Linked DNA regions of Rattus norvegicus: region 1 is linked to region 2. Evidence: chromatin contacts called from public Hi-C data. All regions are on one chromosome and are shown on one strand. The core of a region is the stretch at or near the end of the contact, and the rest is flanking DNA. Distances in the headings are between cores, read along the strand shown. Region 1 has its middle 76 kb from the start of Sox13. Region 2 overlaps Sox13 (SRY-box transcription factor 13).

Region 1 (4,546 bases), core at 1,893-4,392, 120 kb after region 2:
GGAAGGTGGGACATATGGGCAGAGAAAGGAACTCTGAGAAAGAATCAGAAGGGGGTGGGGTGAGGGGGTCGCCAGCCAGACACAGAGAAAGGAACAGGTGCTGGGAGTGAAGGAGAGAAACGGGACATGTGGCAGAACATAGGTTAGAATGTATGGATTAATTAAATTATACGAGCTAGTTGGGAACACGCCTAAAGGATAAGGTCCAAGGATTCATAAATAAATAAAAGTCTCTGTGTCATTATTGGAAGCTGGTGGCTGGAGACAGTCTAGTGATAAACCCTACCCTTGCTTTTAACTCCATTGCCCATGTTTACTGCACCTTGCAGTTTCCACCACAGACCCTCCCTCAGACAGCCAGCTCCTGCAGTAGTTTTTCCTTCTCTTGGTTGTTTGTGACAGGGCCCAGGCGGCCCAGACTGGCCTGAAACTGGTATTTAACTGAGGCTACCAATTGAGAAGTCTCAGGTTTGGGATTCAAGGAGGGGATTACACTGAGGCAGACTGTCTTTCTCTAAGAGATTTACTAGGAGTTATCAATACCACAGAAAGACATTATGGCTGGGGCTTTGCAGAGAGTCTAGGTCCACAGGGCAGAGTGGAGGCCCCTTCTTACAAGTTTCCAAGAAAGAAGGAGTTTCGGAGTCGTGTGCTGATGAGGAGACCATGCTGCTGGTGATTTCCAGCCTGCAGGCAGAGGGGAGTCTGGCATTTTGGGGGGAGGAATCTGTGACCTTGAGGATGTGAGAGGGGAGGGGGACTTCATTTAACCAATGCATACTCATCATGTGGGGGCTGTCAGTGGCAGCCCCCAGTAGCTGGAGTCTGGTACCCTTATGTGCAGAATCGTTAGAGGGAGGAGAGAGTCACAGCTGCAGGTGGCTCTGACCTGAGCAGCTCTGGGTTCTATTACTGGTCCTCCACTGAGATTGCAGGCTTTCGCCAGGGTTATGTTTCAGTTTGATTTTTTTTTTTTTTTTTGAGACTATGTCTCCCTTTGCTGCTTGGGCTTTTCTCAGACTCCTGGCCATCAGTGATCTTCCCACTCGGTCCCTCCAGTAGCTGGGATCACCCGGGGCAGCCAGCAGGAACACTCTCCTGCTCTATGGCTTCAAGTGCTTTGTATATGCTAACAACCGCCACCTTTACATAGCAGTCCCTCTTCTGCATGCTTTGGGGGATTTTCCCAGGATACCCATGGTGTCTGCATCCATGGATGTGCCTGCTCTTTAAAGGAAATGACTGCAGACTACTAGCTGCCCCTCTAACCCAGACTTAGCTCCAGAGCTCCCGACTTAGGTATCCAACTGTCAACTTCTCCATTAAAAGGAAAGAGCATCTCAGACGGCTCCCCTTCCCCTCAGCTGACAGCGACAACCTCCTCTTTCCAGCTGCCTGAGAGGAAGTCAGATTTTATTTGAGTATTACATATTCCAGGTTTGTTCCTAACTTGCTGTGTAACTGAAGATGAATTCAGCTTCTGTCCTCTGGTTTCCAGCTCCTGAGCTCTGGGATTACTGACATGAACCAGTTTTATGCAGTGGTGGGGACTGAGTCCCCCGGAGTTCGTGCAAGCTGAATAAGTACTGTAAGCTAACACCTATCCCCACTTTTATTTTATTTTTTTTATGTGTGTCTTGGGCTTTCTATCGCTGTGAAGTGACACCATGACCAGTGCAACTCACTAAGGAAAGCACTTAATGAGGCTGGCTTACAGTTCAGAGGTTTAGTCCCTTATTGTCATGCCGGGAAGCAAGGCGGCAGGCAGGCAGACAGACATGGTGCTGGAGAGGTAGCTGGGAGTTCTCCGTCTGGGTCTGAGGCCAACAGGAAGAAAGTGAGACACTGGGCCTGGCTTGAGCATCTGAAACCTCCGAGTCCACTCCCACTGACCCACTTTCTCCACTAAGGTCACACCTCCTGATGGCACCCTCCCTATGAGCCTAGGGGGCCCATTTTCATTCGAACCTCCACAATGTGTATAGGTGTGCCTGGTACTTGCAGAGGCCCAAACAGGATATCAGATCCCCCGGAACTGGGGCTACAGACCTTTGCAAGCCACCACGTGGATGCTGGGAACTGAACCATGGGTCTGCTGGAGGAGCAGTCCGTGCTCTTAAGCACTGAGCCATCTGTCTAGCTCCAACCCTGTCTTTTCTAGACTCAGCGTCTCACTGCACACCCAGGATTGTCCACGAACTCATGTCAATCCTCCTGACTCAGCTCCTGAGTGCCTGGGGATTCTAGGTCCAGACTACCCACTTAGTTTGAAGATATTCTTCTCCAAAATGCCACATCCATTTGGTCCTCAAGTGTCCCCAGACTCTAACCATTTTCCAGTTCTCTCCCCATGGTCACTGTCACGGTGGTTTGGAAGAGCAGGATTGTAACGGACCACCTAACTCTTGCACCATTGACAGCTGTCTCTTCTCAGCATGGCTGCTTGACATCTTTATAAGAGGTTTGTCACTCTTCTGTTCAGAATTCTGACCCAGTGGGAGCTGAAGAGATGGATCTGGTGTTAAGAAAACTGGCTGCTCTTCCACAGAACCTGGGTTCACTTTCCAGCACCCCCCAATGGCACCTTGCAGCTGTCTATAAACACGGTTCCAGGGGATCTGACGCCCTCTTCTGGCCTCTGCAGGCGCCTGTCACATATGTAGTGTACAGACTTGTATGCAGCGAAAACACGCATACACATAGACCAGAATGCAATGATTTAAAAATATTCTGACACAACTCCCATGTCACTCAGATTAAATACTCTGGGTCATACAATGGCTTCTAGGCCTGACGTAACCAGATCTAATGCTCCTTTGGCCGGATCTACCAGTATCATTAACCACTCCAGACACATGGCTTTCCCCGCACGCCAGGCATGTGCCTGCCTCAGGCTTTCAGAGCAGTTACTCCCTCCGTGTGGAATGCGTGTGCTTAGGTATTCAAGAGGCTGACTTAGCGACTCCTGCTGTCTTGTTCAGATGCCACACTCGCCTGGGCCCGCTCTCCCAGGCTCTTCAATTAGCTTTTTCCTTCAATGAAGGCACTCAGCGCCTTCCAGCACCCTCACTCACTCTGTGTTCATCAGTCCCCTCTCTGAGCAGGTACCACAAGGCAGGCTCCTCCAGGCCCTTTCCTCTCTCCATTTCCAGCTGTTCCAAGTGTTTACCATGCTACCTGGCACTCCCTGGGGATCCACTGCCTGACCACTAGGCCAATCAGATTAATCTGATTGTTGGACAAGGTTCAATAAGACAAGGTCCAATTCAAGGTTACCAAACAGGACGCTGAAAGGGAGAGTATAAATAAGACTCTGATATTCCAGATCAATAGATCAATAATACGCCAAGCCTAGCTGTGTTCTGCATAAAAATGGCTGAGGACCGGGGTTTGTGGCTTAACTGGTAGAGTGCCCGCTAACCATGCACGAGGCCCCAGGTTCAGTCCCTAGCACCGTCTGAACTGAGTGTTCTGACCCGCTCCCGGAACCCTGGCATTTCAGGATGGCAATGACACCAAGCCTGCCAGCCTCCAGGTAAGGCTGACCAAGCAGTTATCAGAGGAGCAGCAGCCAGTCTCGACATCGTTGTTTAAAGGCCATGCCCAGTGCATTAGCAGGAGATGCCAGGAAAGCCCTTTCCCTCAGCACTAGATACTTAGCTGGAGAAGCCTGACAAAACAGAAGCAAGACACCATTTAAAAATGCTTCTGTGTCAGCCAGGAGTCCGAGCGCTCGGGAGGCAGAGGCAAGACGGTCTCTGAGTTAGAGGCCAGACTGGTCTACAGATCGAAATGCAGGATAGTCAAGGCTACTAAGAGACACCCTGCCTCGAAAACCCAAACCAAACCAAACCAAACAAAACAAAACAAAACAAAACACCTACCACCACCACCAACAACAACAACAAAAACAACCAGCCCACCAAAACCCCTCTGCGTCACTGATGTGGCAGCTCAGGACACTCAGCAAACTCAGACCCAATTTCACAGGGACTGAAACCTGGCTAATAGAATCCTGCTAGACTACAGAAACGAACCTTTGAATCAGATTTGTTCAGAAGTTAGGGAGGGGGAAATCCAGTGGGACCAAAGTCACACAGACTGCAAACAGCACTCCAGAGCCCTGCTGGGAATGCACAGAGCACTGCCAGCTTCTGGGACTCTGTGAAGGAAGATTCTTTCATGGACCGAGCGAGCCCCTGTAACACAAGCATCTTAAGTGGGAGAGTGGAACCCGCTCACTGCAGGTGAGCGTCTAGGGCTCAGAAGATGGAGGCTGTGGATGGTGGAGGAGCTCCTAGGGTGACCGCAGCGGTCAGGCCAGTCAGGTTTCACTCTCTTTCCTGTACACTTATATCTGGTTTTCTTTGTTCTTTCATTTCTCTTGCAAAGAACATAGCCTGGCCTGGTTTGCAGGATCTCGGAGGCTTAACCTCCTGAGAGACTGACCTTTCTGCTGTCTGACAGCATCTCTATCTATCTATCTATCTATCTATCCACTGTTAGATAAGATAGAATATATACGTACATAGATATAAATACAATA
Region 2 (4,457 bases), core at 182-2,681:
TGCCCAGAACACTGTCCCTGCTTCTGCCCATCTGCCCTGCCCTGCTTCTCACGGGAAGGGATGAGGTTCCAGTTGGCCAGAGGGCTTGGGGTGGCGACAGCACAGCAGCTAGGTGAGACCTGTGGACAAAGGTACCCGGAATGCCTTTGGTGGTGAGGGCCCAGACCCTTCAGGACCAACTGTAGGTTATGGGATCTAATTGTCTGAGTTGAGAGTTTGGAGTGAAGTTAGGGGTTTTGAGTCAAGCAGCTCCCCCTAGTGGCCACTTAACAGGGCCAGGCAGAGGCCAAAGACGTTTTCAGAAGCCAGGGCAGGTCTCTTTGTTGTTGGCCCCTGCGTCAGGGCCGGACAGGGCACCAAGGAGTGTGAGGACAGCAAGAAACAGCAGCCAGAGCTCTGAAGGACAGAGCCAGGAGTCAGGACAGTCCCTCATTGACTGGCCCCAGTTCTTGGCAGTGTGTGGTCTAAATCCCGCTTTATCCACTGTCTCACCAGCATGTAAAATTAAGAAACTCCCTTTGGTGGCAAGTGTGCACCATTAGTTCTTAAGTTCCCTATACTTCCCCACATCTTTGCTGAAGGGTAAGGGTGAGAGAGAGAGAGAGAGAGAGAGAGAGAGAGAGAGAGAGAGAGGGAGAGAGACTGTCTGTCCGTCTTGTCTGTCTGTCTGTAGCCAAAATAGTGAACATTGAGACTATCAGCGCTCAGGCTCAATCCCACAACACACAGCATCCACCTTTGCCAGTCTTTTTCCTCCGGCCCCATTTGGTGGACTGGATGACCCTGGCTCCTTTTGGCCATTCCTCTAAGGGATCCTCCATCAGGAGCCCTCATTCTCAAAGGCTGACTCCGGCCCCCTCCAGATGATGCAGCAGCCTTTCCTAAAGAAGGGGTTTGGACTGGACCGGCACACCTCGGACTGTGCCTGTGAGGAACATATACCGCCCCATCGCCCCCCTCCTCAGGGACACATGCCACCTTTGTTAATCTGCCCCATTTCTTTCACAAGCTCAGTTTGTTTTCTCCCACACCATGCTGATGGTATGAATTTAACCAAGACCTGTCTTAGAGAACCCTATTAATTTTGAGGAATTCTGTCCTTTCCTCCAGCCCTGTCTCCAGCGACGATCCTTTCACAACTATGCCTTTGAAATCCCCATTCCAGTGTAAGGTCATGGAGTCCTGAAAGGCAGGGAGCCCACGAGAGTTCCTGGGTGTTTGTGTGAGAACCCTCTTGCCGGATGAGCCCACAACTCTCACTGGATTCAAGTGGCTTCCTCTCCCAAAGGGGGAGAGCTGAGCCCATTCCTCCAGGCTGCTACAGTGCCTCCCTCAGCAATGTGGCCTTCACAAGCCCTATGTTCTCCCCGCTTGTCAGAGCCATTTCTTTTAGACACTTTGCCTGACACTCCCACATGCTACCACCAGGGGGCAGCAGCGACCGGCTGGTGCCAGCCTTGGGAATGTGGTCAGGCCAGCCTCCCAGCAGAGCAAGGGCACGTTCTGAAATGGTCGGTCTTTATTACACCATCAGAAAACAAATATGCTGGTTAAGTTATTCATCATTATCTTCTTAGTAACAAAATAAAGCACTATCTATGTTTACAGTCATAAAAAGAAACAGTCTGGAGAGAAATGGGGTCAACAGAGGTGGGGAGGGAGGCGCCCGGCCATGTGGGGTTTGGGATCATTTCCCTGACCCAGGGCAGCTCCAGATCTTTGAAGCTGGGTGCTGATGGTCTTTGATTTTCTTGGTACACAACCAGAAAGCTTATTTATAACGAGTGGAGCCCATTCCCCAGGACGAGGTGGGGGAGGGAAGAACCCACCCTAAGCTCATGAAGAAGGGATGGAGACCAGCTGCCATGGAGTCCCCTCTGCAGGGCTGTCACTGACAAAAGACCCCCATGCCTGGGGACACAGGTTGGGAATTGGGGCAGAGCCCCTTGGAGGCCTAGGCACGCTCTCACGGTCCCAGGAGCTAAAAATGGCTCCATGGGAACTGACTGGCAAAGTCAGAAGGGAGGAAAGGGGTCATGGGGTCAGGAAACTGCCAGTCCCAGGGGCAGGCTGGGCCCTACAAACACCCAGAAGATACAGCAGGTGTGGTGGGAGGGAGCAGGGACAGACAGAGGAAGAGAGAAAATGCACATGGAAAGAAAATACACAGAACCTGAGACACCAGACTGACAAAGAGGTAGCATTTTGGGGACAAAGGAACACAGAAGAAGCCCCCAGAGAAGCATTAAGACACACATCACGGATCTCACCAGCACGCCTGGCTCACAGTGACCACCCAGCAAATACCTTCCGCCAAGAGTGGAGGGATGACAACGTGAGCTGCGCACAGACACACAGCAGCCAGAGGCACGTGGACTTGGAAGACAAAGACGGGACAGCCAGACTGCACAGAGTACAGAGTAACCCAGGTGACACAGGGGTGACCTGGGAGCTTCTAGGGCAGACATATTGTCCCACCATGGCTGGTTTGGGCCGAGACAAAATGGAAACAAAGCATGTGACCTTAAGGGGACAGGTATATCCCTGCCATCCCCTCGAGTGGGTGGACATACAGGAGGGTATACACCCAGTGGTCCCAGGCCATTCGCCCCAAGGGCTAAAACCCTCAGCCAGCTTGGTTCACCACAGCCACGTGAATCCCACCCAGCCAGGCCGTTGGCTCCTCAGATGTGCCTGGAGGTGTGATGAAGAGGAGGAGCCCCGCCTGGGGAATGTATCTACAAACGCGGTTTCACCCATTACCTGGGCACGCCCAAAGTCCAAGTACCAACATAGTTCAGGAAGGCTGGCTGTGCCTGTCGGGTTGGGAACAAGTTCTCTTCCCCCAGCGGTGACGGGCCAGGCCCAGCTAGCTGAGGATCAGTCTGTGAGTACCACCAGCTCCTCCTCACTCTTCTCGTCACCCTCTGAGTCCTCATCCTCGCTGTACCGGTACATCTCTCCATCGGCCACCGAGTGCCTGTCATCTGTGCCCTCCCCTTCCTCCCGGAGACTGCAGGTATTGATGATGACAGGCATGTTGGGGTCCAGGCCCTGGGGGTCATAGTGCTCCACCAGTGGACGTGCCAAGGGCATGCCTGCTGCCCGAGGGAACAGGATATCTGAGCTCACCTGTGCCTGGCCAGCCTGCGGGCTGAGAGGCAGAGAAAAGTCGAGATTACAGATGTACCCACGAGCCCTCCCGGCCCTCCCCACTAGCTGTTCTCCAGGCCTCACAGGTACACGGTTCAACCATAGTCCCGACTGGGTAACCGGCCTACGCTGGTCCCTGTGTGTGCTTCCTGATGGCCAAACTCGCTGTCAGCTATAGCCGGAAGACTCAGGGCCAAGGGTATGTTGGACGGTGGCACGGGAATATTATCTCATTTTGGTGTCATTGTCTATATCTACAGAACTCCACTCTAGTGCCTGCCGTAGTCAAATAAGGGACCTTCTTACGGGATGACTATCTGTGGTCTGAATCTGCTCTGCCTATGTCAGGCAGCAGGTACCCCACAGTCTAGGTCTCACACCCAACCCCCAGTCACCACAGTCTCACAGACAGTCATTATCCACCAGGGATCACACACATGACACACGGGACACACAAATCGGCACCCATATCCTTGCTGGCAGCCATACACCAAGACCAGTCACACACATGAGCCCAGTCTCTCACAGCAGCCACAAAGCTGCCTCTGGCCACCAGGGAGGGCCTGCTCACGGGATGGCGTAGCTTTGGCGAGCACCCTGGCGCCGTGTCCTCATCAGGGCTTTGTACTCGCCCACTCGCAGCCGCCGGCCCTCCACGACACAGGTGCGTTTAGGCCTTGGCTTGTACTTGTAGTCGGGATATTTCTCCAGGTGCTGTCGGCTCAGACGGGCCTGCTCCTCGTAGTACGGCTGCTTCTCCTGGTTGGTCATGGACTTCCAGCGAGAACCTGATCCAGTACCAGGCAAGAACGAAGGGTTAGACTCTCAAGGGTCCCCCTAGGTCCCAGGTCTTGGCTAGGAGCCCTGATTGGACCCTGGTCCTCAATTAGGATCAAAGGGGATACAGACAGAAGCACTCATCAAGACGCTTCGCTCCCTGGATGCTGGGCCAGGGAATGGATGGGGCTGGCAATGGCAGGTAGTCTGTACCACCCTCATGTCAAACAGCTCAGCACCCCTGAGAGCTCTCTGTCCCAAGGGCATTCATGAAAGAGCAGCCGCTCCAGGCCACCAAGTGTCCCGTGTCAATGTGAGGTGCAGTTGAGTGGCAGAGCATCATCTGCCTAGCACGTGCCAGGCCCTAGGCTGCACTGCCGACATGGCAAAGCCGAAACAGAACCTCAGTGCTCCAGACAAGAAACCCCCATGGTTCCTGGAGGGGACTCAGCCACTAAAAACACCACCCTTACTCAGTCTTGTTGGCCCTGCCCCCTCCTCAGTCTCAGACAAAAAGTCTTTGTACT

What was found. Hi-C and Micro-C count contacts between places; a contact is called where the count stands out from the background.
Region 1: a contact with region 2 is called in a Hi-C map of liver, with 3 times the contacts expected there. The contact joins two enhancer-like sites. A contact is called at or near these places in 7 of 12 Hi-C or Micro-C datasets (the A7r5 cell line, Schwann cells, kidney and 3 more) and 1 of 1 datasets of contacts at active chromatin or transcription factors (oligodendrocytes).

Annotation. Positions count from the first base shown.
Region 1 is chr13:47,501,314-47,505,859 of GRCr8, forward strand. No RefSeq gene overlaps it. Among named protein-coding and RNA genes, the nearest start is that of Sox13, 76 kb to the left of the region's middle. Within about 2 kb of position 3,143, at least 2 of the 93 cell types and tissues checked have an H3K27ac peak or open chromatin away from gene starts, as enhancers often do. A contact at or near this core is called in liver, where this site is marked.
Region 2 is chr13:47,381,645-47,386,101 of GRCr8, forward strand. Sox13 (SRY-box transcription factor 13) reads right to left here. Exons shown (of 14, transcript NM_001105952.1): 13 at 3,725-3,941; 14 at 1,501-3,154. The coding sequence ends at 2,881. Among named protein-coding and RNA genes, the nearest start is that of Etnk2, 21 kb to the left of the region's middle. Within about 2 kb of position 1,432, at least 5 of the 93 cell types and tissues checked have an H3K27ac peak or open chromatin away from gene starts, as enhancers often do. A contact at or near this core is called in liver, where this site is marked.